2 separate regions of the Mus musculus genome follow, and region 1 is linked to region 2. Evidence: chromatin contacts called from public promoter capture Hi-C data. All regions are on one chromosome and are shown on one strand. Each heading gives the region's core, a stretch centred on a gene start, on an enhancer-like site or on the middle of the called end of the contact. The rest is flanking DNA. Distances are from core to core; before and after follow the strand shown.

Region 1 (6,032 bases), core at 2,452-4,951, 160 kb before region 2:
AGTATTTTAATCTAGTAAATGGTTTTGAATTCTTACAGACTTAGGGTATTAGCTCTTTCTAGGTGACATGTGGATCTAAGGAAACATTTATTTCCTTGTCTCCAGAAATTTTATTAGGGTATAGTTTATAATAAAAACAGAAAATTTTATAGGGTATATTTTGATATGTATATATTGTAAGATGACTAAATAGGATAATTAATATACCCATTCCCTTGCATATTTATTTTGTGATTAAAATTTTAGTATCCACTCCTAGTCAAAAGGTCATTTATAATTGATAGTTGCTGGCTAGGGAGGGATAATCAGTTTTCTTCAATGCAATGACACTGGATATATCAACCACAGTCCAAGGCGGGCCTCGTACTCTGGAGTAAGTGGTCAATACAGATCCAAGTACATGTATTTTGTGGGGTTTGTTATAGTTATTTTGAGAGAAAGAAAGAGCACATGGTTGGGTTTGTATTTGGGGGAGAGGGGGTGATCTGAGAGGAGCTGGAAAAGAGGAAATAATATGATGGAAATACGTTGCACAAAATTCTCAAACAAGTAAAAACATCTTTTAAAAGCTTGGAGAAAATTTAGCTCAAAGCCTTTGGAAAAAAAAAAAAAAGCTGGTCAATCATTAACTGTTCTAGGCTAGCTATGCAGAGAGTTCTAAGAATGGAGACTACAACTACCAGCCAGCAAAATTACTAAAGAAATAAAAACAACAAACAAATATAAACATCGAAGGTGTGGAAAACCTGACTTAAAAATATTGCCACCAGGGCTCAGTGGTTAAGACTGTTCTTCCAGGGGTCCTGAGTTTAATTCCAACAACCACATAGTAGCTTATAACCATCTGTAATGGGATCTGATGTCCTCTTCTGGTCTATCTGAAGACAGCTACAGTGCATTCATATAAATGAAATAAATAAATCTTTTTAAAAGAGGTGGTGGGAGAGGCTGGATAGATGGCTCAGCAGTTAAGAGCACTGGTTACTCCTCCAAAGATCCTGAATTCAGTTCCCAGCAACCACATGGTAGCCCGCAAGCATCTGTAATGGGATCTGATGATGCCCTCTTCTGGTGAGTCTGAAGACAGTGACAGTGAACTCATATACAAAAAAAAAAGTGAATCTTAAAAGAAAAAAAAAAACCGAAAAAACTTCTACCAACTTGAAAATGTCTAGTTTTCAAAGAAAACAATATGGTCTTACTGTAGGGCGTAAAAAAGCACTTCAGAGAAACTGTACCCTGATGTATGCTAGCCACAGAACTTACTGAGCAAAGGCTTCAAGGCCAGTTACTACGAATATTTCAAAGAACTAAAGCCACAAAAAAATTACACTTTAGACTCTAACCATTCTATGTCATTTAAGAGATAAGAGCATAAAGTCATAATTATAAAATTATGTTGAGGGGTTTAAGGTAAAAAGATGGGCTTTGTATGATGGCAACAGCACAAAGTAAGAAGAGAATGACACACAGTTGATGAAAATTATACAATAAAACTACATAGGAGCTAATCCAAATAATACCACGGTAAGATGGGGAAGGATAATTACCACAAAGAGAATAATCTTAAAAACTGCGTAGAAAACAATAAGGGACATAAACGAGAACAGTAAAAAAACAAAAACAAAAAACAACTAAGATAAAAGTAATGGCGGTATAAAAACAAGAAACAAACTACCAAATATGAAATGTAAAACTATGCAGAATCATGACGGAGTGTGAAACTTATCATATCTCACTCCACTCCACTCCACTCAGTTACTTGACAGAGTAAGTCTTTGGAGGTGGATTTTAACTGAGCTGAGAAGGCCTACAGGCTGGGGACCCCCAGAAAACAACAAAAAGACACAGAACCACCCCTCTCTCTGCTTCCCCACTGTGAACACAGATGAGTACTCTCACACTCCTGCCATCACACCTTCCTGAGAGCCAGAATAAACCTTGGAAGGCCTTGTAAGAAAGAGGACCTGCAACTGAACATGTTAGAAAATTGTTTCATTCTTATAATTCCTTTCAAATGCTAATAATTAAAATACTTATAATGTCCTTGTATCTTCCTTTTTTTGTAAAGAAAGGTCTCTTTCTAGGTTGAACAACTATAACAGAAAAGTATACTACAACTTTTTTTTTTCCTTCAAGACAGGGTTTCTCTGTATAGCCCTGGCTATCCTGGAGCTCACTTTGTAGACCAGGCTGGTCTCGAACTCAGAAATCTGCCTGCCTCTCCCTCCCAAGTGCTGGGATTAAAGGTGTGCGCCACCACGCCCGCTACAACTATTTTTTTGATAATTATACTACAAAGTTGTTGAAATAATACATAAAAGCTCATTTAACTTAATTGTCATACAAAAGAAATCAGTAACTACTTTGACTTTTAGTAACTATGAAACTCAATTTGCATACTGCCAAAAGCCCTACACTGTGACTTATCATTTTCTTTTTTGTAAAGCCTGGACCAAAGTGTGGATGCTTCAGTCTTTCCTAGAAGGGGAAACAAAATACTCAAGGGAGGAAGTAGGGAGACAAAGTGTGAAGCAGAGACTGAAGGGAAAGCCATCTTTCCTTCAGTCTGCCCCACTAGGGATCCATCCCATATATAGTCACCAAACCCAGACACTATTGTGGATGCCAAGAAGTGCTTGCTGACAGGAGCATGATATAGCTGCCTCCTGAGAGGCCCTTGCCAGTGTCTGACAAATACAGAGGTGGATGCTCACAGCCATCCATTGGACTGAGCACGGGGGTCCCCAATAGAGGAGTTAGAGAAAGGACTGAAGGAGTTGAAGGGGTTTGCAGCTCTGGTTGGTTGAAAAACAATAGCAACCAACCAGACCCCAGAGTGCTCCCAGGGACTAAACCACCAACCAAAGAGTACACATGGAGGGACCCATGGCTTCAGTCACTTATGTAGAAGAGGATAGCCTTGTCGGGCATTAATGGGAGAGGCCCTTGGTCCTGTGAAGGGTCAATGCCCCGTGTAGAGGAATGCCAGGGTGGGGAGGCAGGAGTGGGTGGGTCAGTTGGGGAATACCCTCATATAAGCAGGATGGGATAGGAGGTTTCCTGGGGGGGGGGGGGAGATGCTGAAGTGTAAAAAAAAATAAAAATAAAAATAAAACCACAACAACAGGTAAGATGAGTAGTTTGGTTTTTTTGCTTATTCTACTTCTAGGAATTAAACTCAGAGTGAGTGCTCTACCAGTGAGCCATACCTCCTGCTGAGGAACCAAGTGGGGGTGTTTTTTAAACATTTTAAGACTTATTTTGGGTATATAGGTAATATCCTTGTTTTGTATGTCGTGTTTGGAAGCTATTTAACACATGCACAGCTGCCTTATAGTTCTTATAGTTACACTAGAACTGTTGAAAGAAGTTGAGAGAGAGGATGTGTGTGTTCTATAGCTCCATGACTAGATTTTAGCTGGTCAGTAAGCCTGTAGCCTAGGCTAGGGTTTCATAAGCACTTCTCAGCTTTCCTCCCCTTTTCCATCAAACAAGAATGCGAGTGGTGTCTGCAACTGCATTTCTCGTTCTGGAAATGACTAGCCTCTGGGTAGCTTCCCATTTCCAGCTTCCCGGCTAGCAGTGCAAAGGCACCCCACCATCACCAACACCTTCAGTGGAAAGTCTAATGGAAGGCTGGGGGCTGCTAACGTTGGGCAACAGCAACTGTTAATACAGATGTTCACGCTCAGATTCCAACTACTTAGACTTCATTTCCTCACCACTTCCTGGCTCTACTGGCTTCTTTAGCAAGACGTGGCTCTCACTACTCACTTGTCTTCTAGCTTGGACATTTACCTTGTGACTTTGTTTTTTTGTTTTGTGTATTGTTTATTTTTATTGAGAGAAGATTTCACTATACAACTCTAGCTGTCCTGGAATTCACTATGTAGACCAGGTTGCTTTCAGACTCATAAAGATCTGCCTACTTCTGCCTCCCAAGTGCTGGGATCAAAGGTGCCAGCTTTGGTTTGGTTCCTTTTTAAAAAATAGGTTTTCAGGTTGTTCAGGTTCTTTTTTTACTGTGAAGACAAGCATGACAATCTCACTTCCTCCCTCTTCCCTCTCATCCTAGTCAGGTCTTCTATGGAGCTCAGATGGCCGTGAGCTGCAGATCGTGCCTCGGCCTCTCAAGGGCTGCTGTGTGCCACCAAACTTGGCACAATCTCTCATTTCTTTACATAGCTAAATTGAATCATAAATTGCAATATCTAATTGAATTTCTCTTTCTGAGAATAAGATGCCTTAGGTTCATCTTGTACTTTGTCTGCCCCAGATCTAGAATAAGTGATTTCTGTAGAGACACCCCCCTTTTTAAAAATGGGTAATGTTTAGAAATCAGAATCTGGAAACAGTGTAATCACAACATTAAGATGTTCAAGAATTCCTCCTTGGCTACATAGCAAGTTTGAGGTCAGCCTGGACTATGAGATTTGTCTGAAAATTCCCTCTCTTCCTAATCAGGTCTTTTATGTAGCTCAGATTGTCTTGAACTCCCAATCCTGCCTCAGCAACTCAAGTGCTGGTATGTGGCATCAAACGTGGCACAATTTCTAATAATTTCACCGACATATATTTCTGTTTCTATTCTATGAAAAACTATGAGCTCAAAATGATACCTCAGATCTCAACCCAATAACGTAGAGACATCCTGGTCCTCTATATGTTACTCTCCTGAGCAATAACAAGAAACCTGGTTCTGCTATTTGAAATATATGGTTTATTTATTATATATTTATAATTATATGGCTTCATACAAGCTTAGAACACACACAAACATACATACATACACACACACAATCGCAGAGTTACTACTTCACCACTGAGAAAATTTTATTTAAAAACTAAGATTCAGTGTTTTCTGAGTATAGAAAGTTCCTATAGAGTGAAATCTATAAATGGGGAATTTAGTGAACCCTGAATTTTCACAAGTGCAACTGTCATGTTATACAACATTTCCATCATCTGTGTTGTCTTTTTTGTGTGTTTGTCTTCATTTATCTTGTCACACAGTGGATCAAATGCTTAAAGTCAAGAGAAAGTCCATTCTTATGTGTTTGGCCAGCAGCACACCAAATCACATCACAATATTCATGCCAGTGTTTGGAGCTAGGTAATTTGCTCTAGTCATTTTAATGGTTGTATTGTGATATATCATAGTGGCTTTAATTTGCACTTATATGATGACAGGACTGTATAAAGTATTTTTCCACACTTGCATACTGGATATTCAAGAATATTCCTTAATGAAATGTCTATAGTCCTTTGCTGACTTTGTTTTTAAATGAGCTGCCTTTATAATTTAGCATAGAGTTGCTTAGACATAGAAAAGTTGTTAGCTATATGTTTTGGAAACATCTCAAAATCTGTGACTCACTTATTTCATTGTCCTATAATCACCTTTGTGGATGGAGGCGGGTATATGTATGTTGCATGTGGCTGGGTAGGGGTGGGGGAATCTATGTGTGGCAAGCTCCCAAATCACAAGGACTTGAATTTTTCCTGACACTCTCTCACTTCCTAATCGGGAATCTCCCACTATGAAGGTCATTGCCTACAGTATTATTTACATAAATGATATATTATGCTTATATAATAAAGTATCAATAGTCAGCACAAATCCAAAAACAAGCACCAGCCCTCAGACTGACTTCCTCAGGGTGTTCATCAGGAAGGGCACAGTGCCACATGTGCAGCACACATGGCATGGTCAGGGGCTCCAAGATCAGAGCAGCATGTAACAGGGACATGAGCTGGATAGCATGGGGGAGGGGCAGTGGCTACTGGGGGCCCTCAGTCAGAAGAGCTCTTGTCTTCTGGAGTACGAACACTGGCCAGCTAGAGCATCTAAGAGTGACAAAGTGTTAAAGATGACTGGAACTCTACTCTTCACATAGCAGAGACCTGAAACACAAGGAACTTTATGAAAATCCCATGAAACTTCTTTGCTTTGATCAATGGCGACCATGAAGACAAAAGAACTGGTCTCAAGCACATTTAGACCCAGGATGGTAATTTCTGAGCTTCTG
Region 2 (5,922 bases), core at 2,586-5,085:
CTGGGAACAGACTGCCTACCACATTGAAAGCTGGTGATAGAAACATGGAGAGAAACAACTTCAAGCCAGTTCAGGAGCTTTTGTTGCCATGGTCTGTCTGTCCGGCCGGCCGCCCACCTTCCTGCCTGCTTGCCCGCCTGCCTGCCTGCTTCCCATAAGGTGGCCTTTCTAATGCATCTGTTTGTGATTCCTAACTCAGTTCAGGCCACAGAGTGAAGCGGAAGGGACAGGAAGGGGATGGAAGAGAGGAAAAAGCCTGGGATCGTTACCGCTATGGGAGAAAGACCTTGTAGTCTGTGTGCATGGCAGGTCAGGAAGGATCGCAGGGGAGAGGCACGCCGGTGTAGAGTGGGCCACTGGCCAGGATGTCGAGGCAGATGACTTGGGATAGGAAAAGTTCAGAGATGGGCATTAGGCCTGAGAGGAGCAGTAGAAGGCTGGGCACAGGGTTCCACCACGGCAGAGGAGCCAGGTGTCCTGCATTGCTGAGGGAGTTGCCAAGACCCCATGCAGATTGGGTCTGCCGGGTGTTCAAAGGGAACAGGCTGTACGAGGGTCTCCCATCTACCCAAATATCTTGCTTTCAGCAATGCCATGAGGGAATCGAGCCAAAGTGGCAACATGCTAAGGGCAGCCACTGGATGGAAACCCACCCTTCCTTGGCTGCTTTCTAGTCTATGGTCTGTCTCCAAGAAGGCCTGGGGGCACACCTTCAGCACACACCTGCACGCAGCACACACCTGCACGCAGCACACACCTGCATGCACACCTGTACACAGAAGAGTGGGCAGAGCACCGAGTCTGGAGTACACATGGGCTCTGGGATGCCCCCCAGAGCTGGGCAGGAGACAAGGAACACTGGAGGGGAGCGGGGAGAGGAAACCCTGTTTCATGACTGAAACTATCTGGGAGACAGAACATTGAGAAGAAATAGGAGAGGCCTGGAGGACAGCGTCTAGATTCCAGCCATCCGATGCTTCTTGTGGAAGGTCAGCTGGACTATTTTGATAAAGAGGATCAAAGTTTAAGGGTCATTTACTTGGCTACGGAAGGACCTGGAAGTTGACCACACCTCCACCTGCATCCTTTCCTAGAGCCTACAGTTCATACAGATATGCTTTTTAAAGCTAATCTAAAATTGCCTGCTGCAGAAAATGATTTGAATTCAGGATCTGAGATTTCCATTCTGCAACACGAAAGACATTGATTTAATTTAGACAAACTACGCCACCGTAATCTATCTTGCTGATGCCTGAAAATAGGGCTTTCTCCTCTTAATTTTCAGTGTATTTGAAAGTCACTAATCCCTTCATTCAGGGACGTGCAGGCTCGAACACTGTGTGTCTTCGGGCCCTCTGAGAATCACTAAGCTAAGAAACTCTCTTGTCCCACAGTATCCTGCAACGTTGTCTGACCCTCCCTCCTGCTTAAGGCGGCCCCACAAAGTGAACCTGTCAGAATGGCTGCATCATTTGCCCCCTAACGCTTGTCCTGTGTGGAATGACTGGGGAGAGCAGCACCACATTAAGAGTGGCTGTGGTGGCACTTCTACCATCAAAGTGCTGCTACCCCACTTTCAGATGATAACACTTCAGGATTTGAAATAAGAATCAGGAACTCACCACAAGCAAACGTGCCCTTATTCCAGAATACAGAGAAATGAGGCTATAGACCAGAGCCTGGATTCCCTACAGAGAATTTAGCAATACCCAAAGCTCCTGGAACTGTATTGACAGTAAGTAGTTGCTCAAAAGAAACAATAATAACGTTTCTTAAAGCAGTGGTTTGGAAAAGGTTAAGAACCCAGCGTATCTGCCAGCTGGTGATGACTCTAATCATAGTCACCAGCCTTACATGGTGCTGGGTGGTTGCTCTGTTCCCTTTCCCCTCCTCCCATTAAAGGCCCACACACGGACTGCTGGGGCCTGGAGTGCCTTCCGATCCAGCTCCTGGCCTCTGCAGCAGGATCGTCTGCCAGCTCTGGAGCCTGCCTTGACTCTCAGTAAACACATGGGACATGAGCTAAATTCAAGAAATCCCATTTCCCCCTGCGTGGTTAAAGCCAGAAATGATGGCTGGATTCTAGGCTGCTCTCCTGCAGAGCTGCAGCTGCTACCCCACCCCCACCTCACCACCACCCCACCACCCCAACACCCCAACACCCCACCACCCCACCACCCCACCACAGGCTGCCTGCCCTGACAGCTGCTTGACCTTCACCCTGGAAAGCAGATGAGGGAAACTGAGAAAAAAAAAAAAAAAACTTTTTTTCAAAGTTTACGTGCAAGATTGAGTGCCTCTACAGCATCTGATGACATGCCAGGTTCTGGGGGCTGGAAAAATAGAAGCAAAGGCCTTCCTAATGCACTAGTAGCAGGGGTAAAATATATATGTGTAGTAATCAGTAAACAAAACAAGTTTTAGAGACCACCCATTATGGTAGTACCCTTCTGGGACTACCCTGGCCTTGGTTTCTTAGAAAAGAATTTAGACATAATCATGTTAGTGTGTGAGTGCACACATATGTATACACACACACACACACACACACACACACACACACACTTTGTGGATGAAGAAATCCAGGCATCTGGGAGCCAAAGAGAATTGCCTAAGAGATGCACCCACACCAAAGTGGAGGGAGAACTTGGAAGCACGTTTTCTGCTTTTTTCAATTACTAATTTGGTTTCTTTCCACGACACCCTTAGAAAAAGTCTCTAGTCTAAGAGGCCACTGTGAACTAGGAAGTCACAGAGAAGGCAGCTTCCAAGATCCAGTGTTTCTTCTCTGGCCTCCCCAGCACCATCCAGACCCAGCAAACCACTGGCTAAAGGAAATGGAGGCCTGGGGGGGGGGGGAATGTGGGGGGGGGGCGGCGAGCACTTTCTGACCCAAGAATGTGAGGCTGGTATTTTCCCCCAGCATAAAATAGAGAAAAACTGGGAGTTGGCCTTCCCGCAGTCCCTGACGTGTCTTGGGCTGAAAGCCAAGTACTTAATCCTTTCTACCATGGCTCCCTCCTTGGAGAAACAGTTTTGATTCGTTTTTAAAGACAGGTTCTTGCTACGTCACCCAGGCTGGCCCTGAACTCACTGCGTACTTTGATTTCTTGATGGCTGACTATGAGTACTGAAAACTCCAACCCGGCAGCGTGTAGTGCTGTGTGCCTCTCCTTATAGAGTTAAACTCAGCCAGGCCTGCCCGAGAGAAACCCTAAACTGGCGCCACATTCCTGCTGGAACTCTGTCACAGTCTCAGCTCAAACTGGCCTCCAGATGGACAAGGTAAAGGTGGGGGCATGAGGGCGGAGGGCGGAGGGAAGTGAGATCAGGACCTTGTGGCAACAGAGAAGCCAGTGGACTGGAAAGCCGGCCAGTGGTTAAAGAGGTCAGAGCAGCCAGGCACCAGTGAGTTCACTTACCTAAGATCGCCACCGACAGACGGCCCAGGGGGTGGTCGCTGGCTCTGCTCACGGGGATCCACCTTGGGCCGCTCAGACCTCCCTCGCCCTCTCCAGTCCCAGGTAAGTGGTGGAGCAGGCTCTCGAGCAGGAAGTGGATGCTGTATGCAAATCTCTACGGAGAGGAAGCCTCTGCTCAGCCTCTCCCCGTGGGGCAGTGAATCAACCGCCAAGAAGTCACTTTATTTCTTAAAACAGAAACCTCTTGCGTTCACCAGAGAGAACCAGCAACCAATTAGGCTGCATCCTGCTTTTACCACCCAGATAAGAAACTGTGAGGAATGCCCCGGGCTTCTGGGTTACTGCAGCGCCTGAGAAGGTGTCTCCCGGAGACAGAACTTGCGGTCTTCACACTGCTTATTCTTGAGCAGCTTCAAACGAGCCTGGGCCTGATAATGGGAGGGAATATGAAGCAAGAACTTTTAACTGTGTTTTTTAACTCACCAAAACAGATTTGCTGCCTGTAACTATGGGGCAAAGGATTCACTGCCTACAGCCCTGTGCAGGACTGTATCACACACACACACACACACACACACACACACACACACACACACACACCTCTGACTTCTCATTTCACAATCTTTTGATTTGGGTTTTTGTTTGTTTTGCTTTTTTGTTTGTTTTTGTTTTCGAGACAGGGTTTCTCTGTGTAGCCCTGGCTGTCCTGGAACTCACTCTCTAGATCAGGCTGGCCTCGAACTCAGAAATCCCCCTGCCTCTGCCTCCTAACGCTGGGATTAAAGGCATGTGCCACCACTGCCTGGCTCTCATTTCACAATCTTAAGTTTATTTCTTTCTTTTCCCTTTGTTTATTCAGTACACTACAGAATTTATTGCACAGACAGGGATCCTGGAGGCAGAACAATGGCACCATGCTATGTGTGGGTAATATAAATCCAGGTTATTTCTAAAGCACTGGAGGGTGATGGGAGCCAGTCCGGGTGTGAACTCTCAGGCCACCAGCCAGCACTGATCGCAGCCACTGAACTTCCCCCCTCTACCATAGAAAGTGTCTCAGACTGAGCCAGTCCAGTCTCTCCACTCTTGCATAGGGAACATTGCCCAAAATGTCCTCAATCAGATTGCCCCAGGTCTGCCTAAGTATTACACTTAAAGTTGTACCACACATTATAAACAAAGGGAATGTGGCTTGTTTTTAAAACTTTATAATAAAGTGGTACACATTGTGGTGTGTTCTTACAATGAAGTACTACTTAGCTGTTAAAACAATGAAAATTTGTATTCATTTGTATTATTTGTACAAACATGGGAAGGTGGCTTTGAGAAATTATTTAATAAAACATTATTCTTGACAATATATATATATATATGTAGTGACAGAGAGAGAGAGGTGTCCCCAGCATGTAGGACACTGCTTATGACATTGTAGGCAGTCACTGTATACCTGTTGGATCATCACGTCAGAAATGGCTGTAGCTGAGCCTGGTAACACAGGCCTGATAGTCCCATATTTATTAGCTCAGCCTTGAACTTTCTGCCTCGAACATTATTATTAGATCTTAGGGGTTGGGGGAAAACAACACTCCTTGTGGAGTGGCTGAAACGAGGGTAATTGGGGAGGGGCAGCTGTCAGCATTGAAAGGAGAACAGGAAAGGAAGGCATGGAAGGGGTGGTAGAGGAGAGAAGATGAACTCATTTCTCATAGCTGTCCTTAAATGGGCTGAGATGAGCCTCAGAGTAGTTTCTGGAAACCTCTGCCTTTGGAACCCTTTCCATGAGGAGTCAGGACAGCCAGTCTCCACCCAATGAGAGCTGTGGCCTGGGGGAAAGGCAGCAAGCCTAAGGCTTGTCTGAGGTTGCTGGGCACCCCTCCTCTCTGAATCCATCCTGAGTTTGGGGAATGGGATAACAGCTCCTTGCTGAGAGCATCTGCTGGGCCCCTCCTGGAAAGCAGCCCAAGGATGTAAACTGTTTATAGAGAGTCTCCTGCGCCGAGAAACTTCTGTCTGCGCATGCCTGGCAAGCTTAGACTGAAAGGAATGACAGAGGCCATGCCTGAGGACTGGGACATCAACATCTCAGGTTCCCAGATGCTATCCACTGCTGTCTGGATGCTCGTGTGTAACCTCCAGGGAGCAGCTCTTTCCTGAGGACCTTTGCACACCTTTAACAACCTTTAACCTTTAACCTTTAACTTTCAAGCAGACCCGAGAGGTGCAGAAGCTGCCATTTGCGCTGTGCCTTCGAAGAACACAACACTCAAGAGACACCTGGTAGCTTCTAGAAGGGCACATAGCTAATTTGTGGAGCAGCCAGAGCTGTCTCGCTTGTAGTGTCTTTCCTCCCTCGGCTGCTTGGCTCTGGACTGTTTCCTACAAGTTTGAGTGCAGCTGAGGTACTTCCCTTTCTTTATACAATTCTTGACAACACTCAAGAGGGGAAGGAAGGAAGCAGTAAACAGGCATGGCCATGGCTGCCAGTCACTTGGGTCTGTGT

What was found. Promoter capture Hi-C pulls out the DNA fragments that hold promoters and counts their contacts.
Region 1: a contact with region 2 is called in a promoter capture Hi-C map of the HPC-7 cell line. The contact joins the enhancer-like site here to the promoter of Traf3ip2 in region 2. A contact is called at or near these places in 7 of 39 promoter capture datasets (the 3T3-L1 cell line, 3T3-L1-derived adipocytes, the HPC-7 cell line and 2 more), 1 of 15 datasets of contacts at CTCF or cohesin (the NIH/3T3 cell line), 3 of 115 datasets of contacts at active chromatin or transcription factors (embryonic hindbrain, hepatocytes and memory CD8 T cells) and 2 of 9 other capture datasets (adipose tissue and pancreatic islet).

Annotation. Positions count from the first base shown.
Region 1 is chr10:39,772,155-39,778,186 of GRCm38.p6, reverse strand. The region is part of intron 1 of Rev3l (REV3 like, DNA directed polymerase zeta catalytic subunit); the gene reads right to left. Among named protein-coding and RNA genes, the nearest start is that of Rev3l, 43 kb to the right of the region's middle. Within about 2 kb of position 3,701, at least 29 of the 459 cell types and tissues checked have an H3K27ac peak or open chromatin away from gene starts, as enhancers often do. A contact at or near this core is called in the HPC-7 cell line and memory CD8 T cells, where this site is marked.
Region 2 is chr10:39,610,847-39,616,768 of GRCm38.p6, reverse strand. Traf3ip2 (TRAF3 interacting protein 2) reads right to left here and starts at 3,835. Exons shown (of 9, transcript NM_134000.3): 1 at 3,423-3,835. It overlaps Gm16364 (predicted gene 16364), which reads left to right and starts at 3,087. Exons shown (of 6, transcript NR_152259.1): 1 at 3,087-3,285.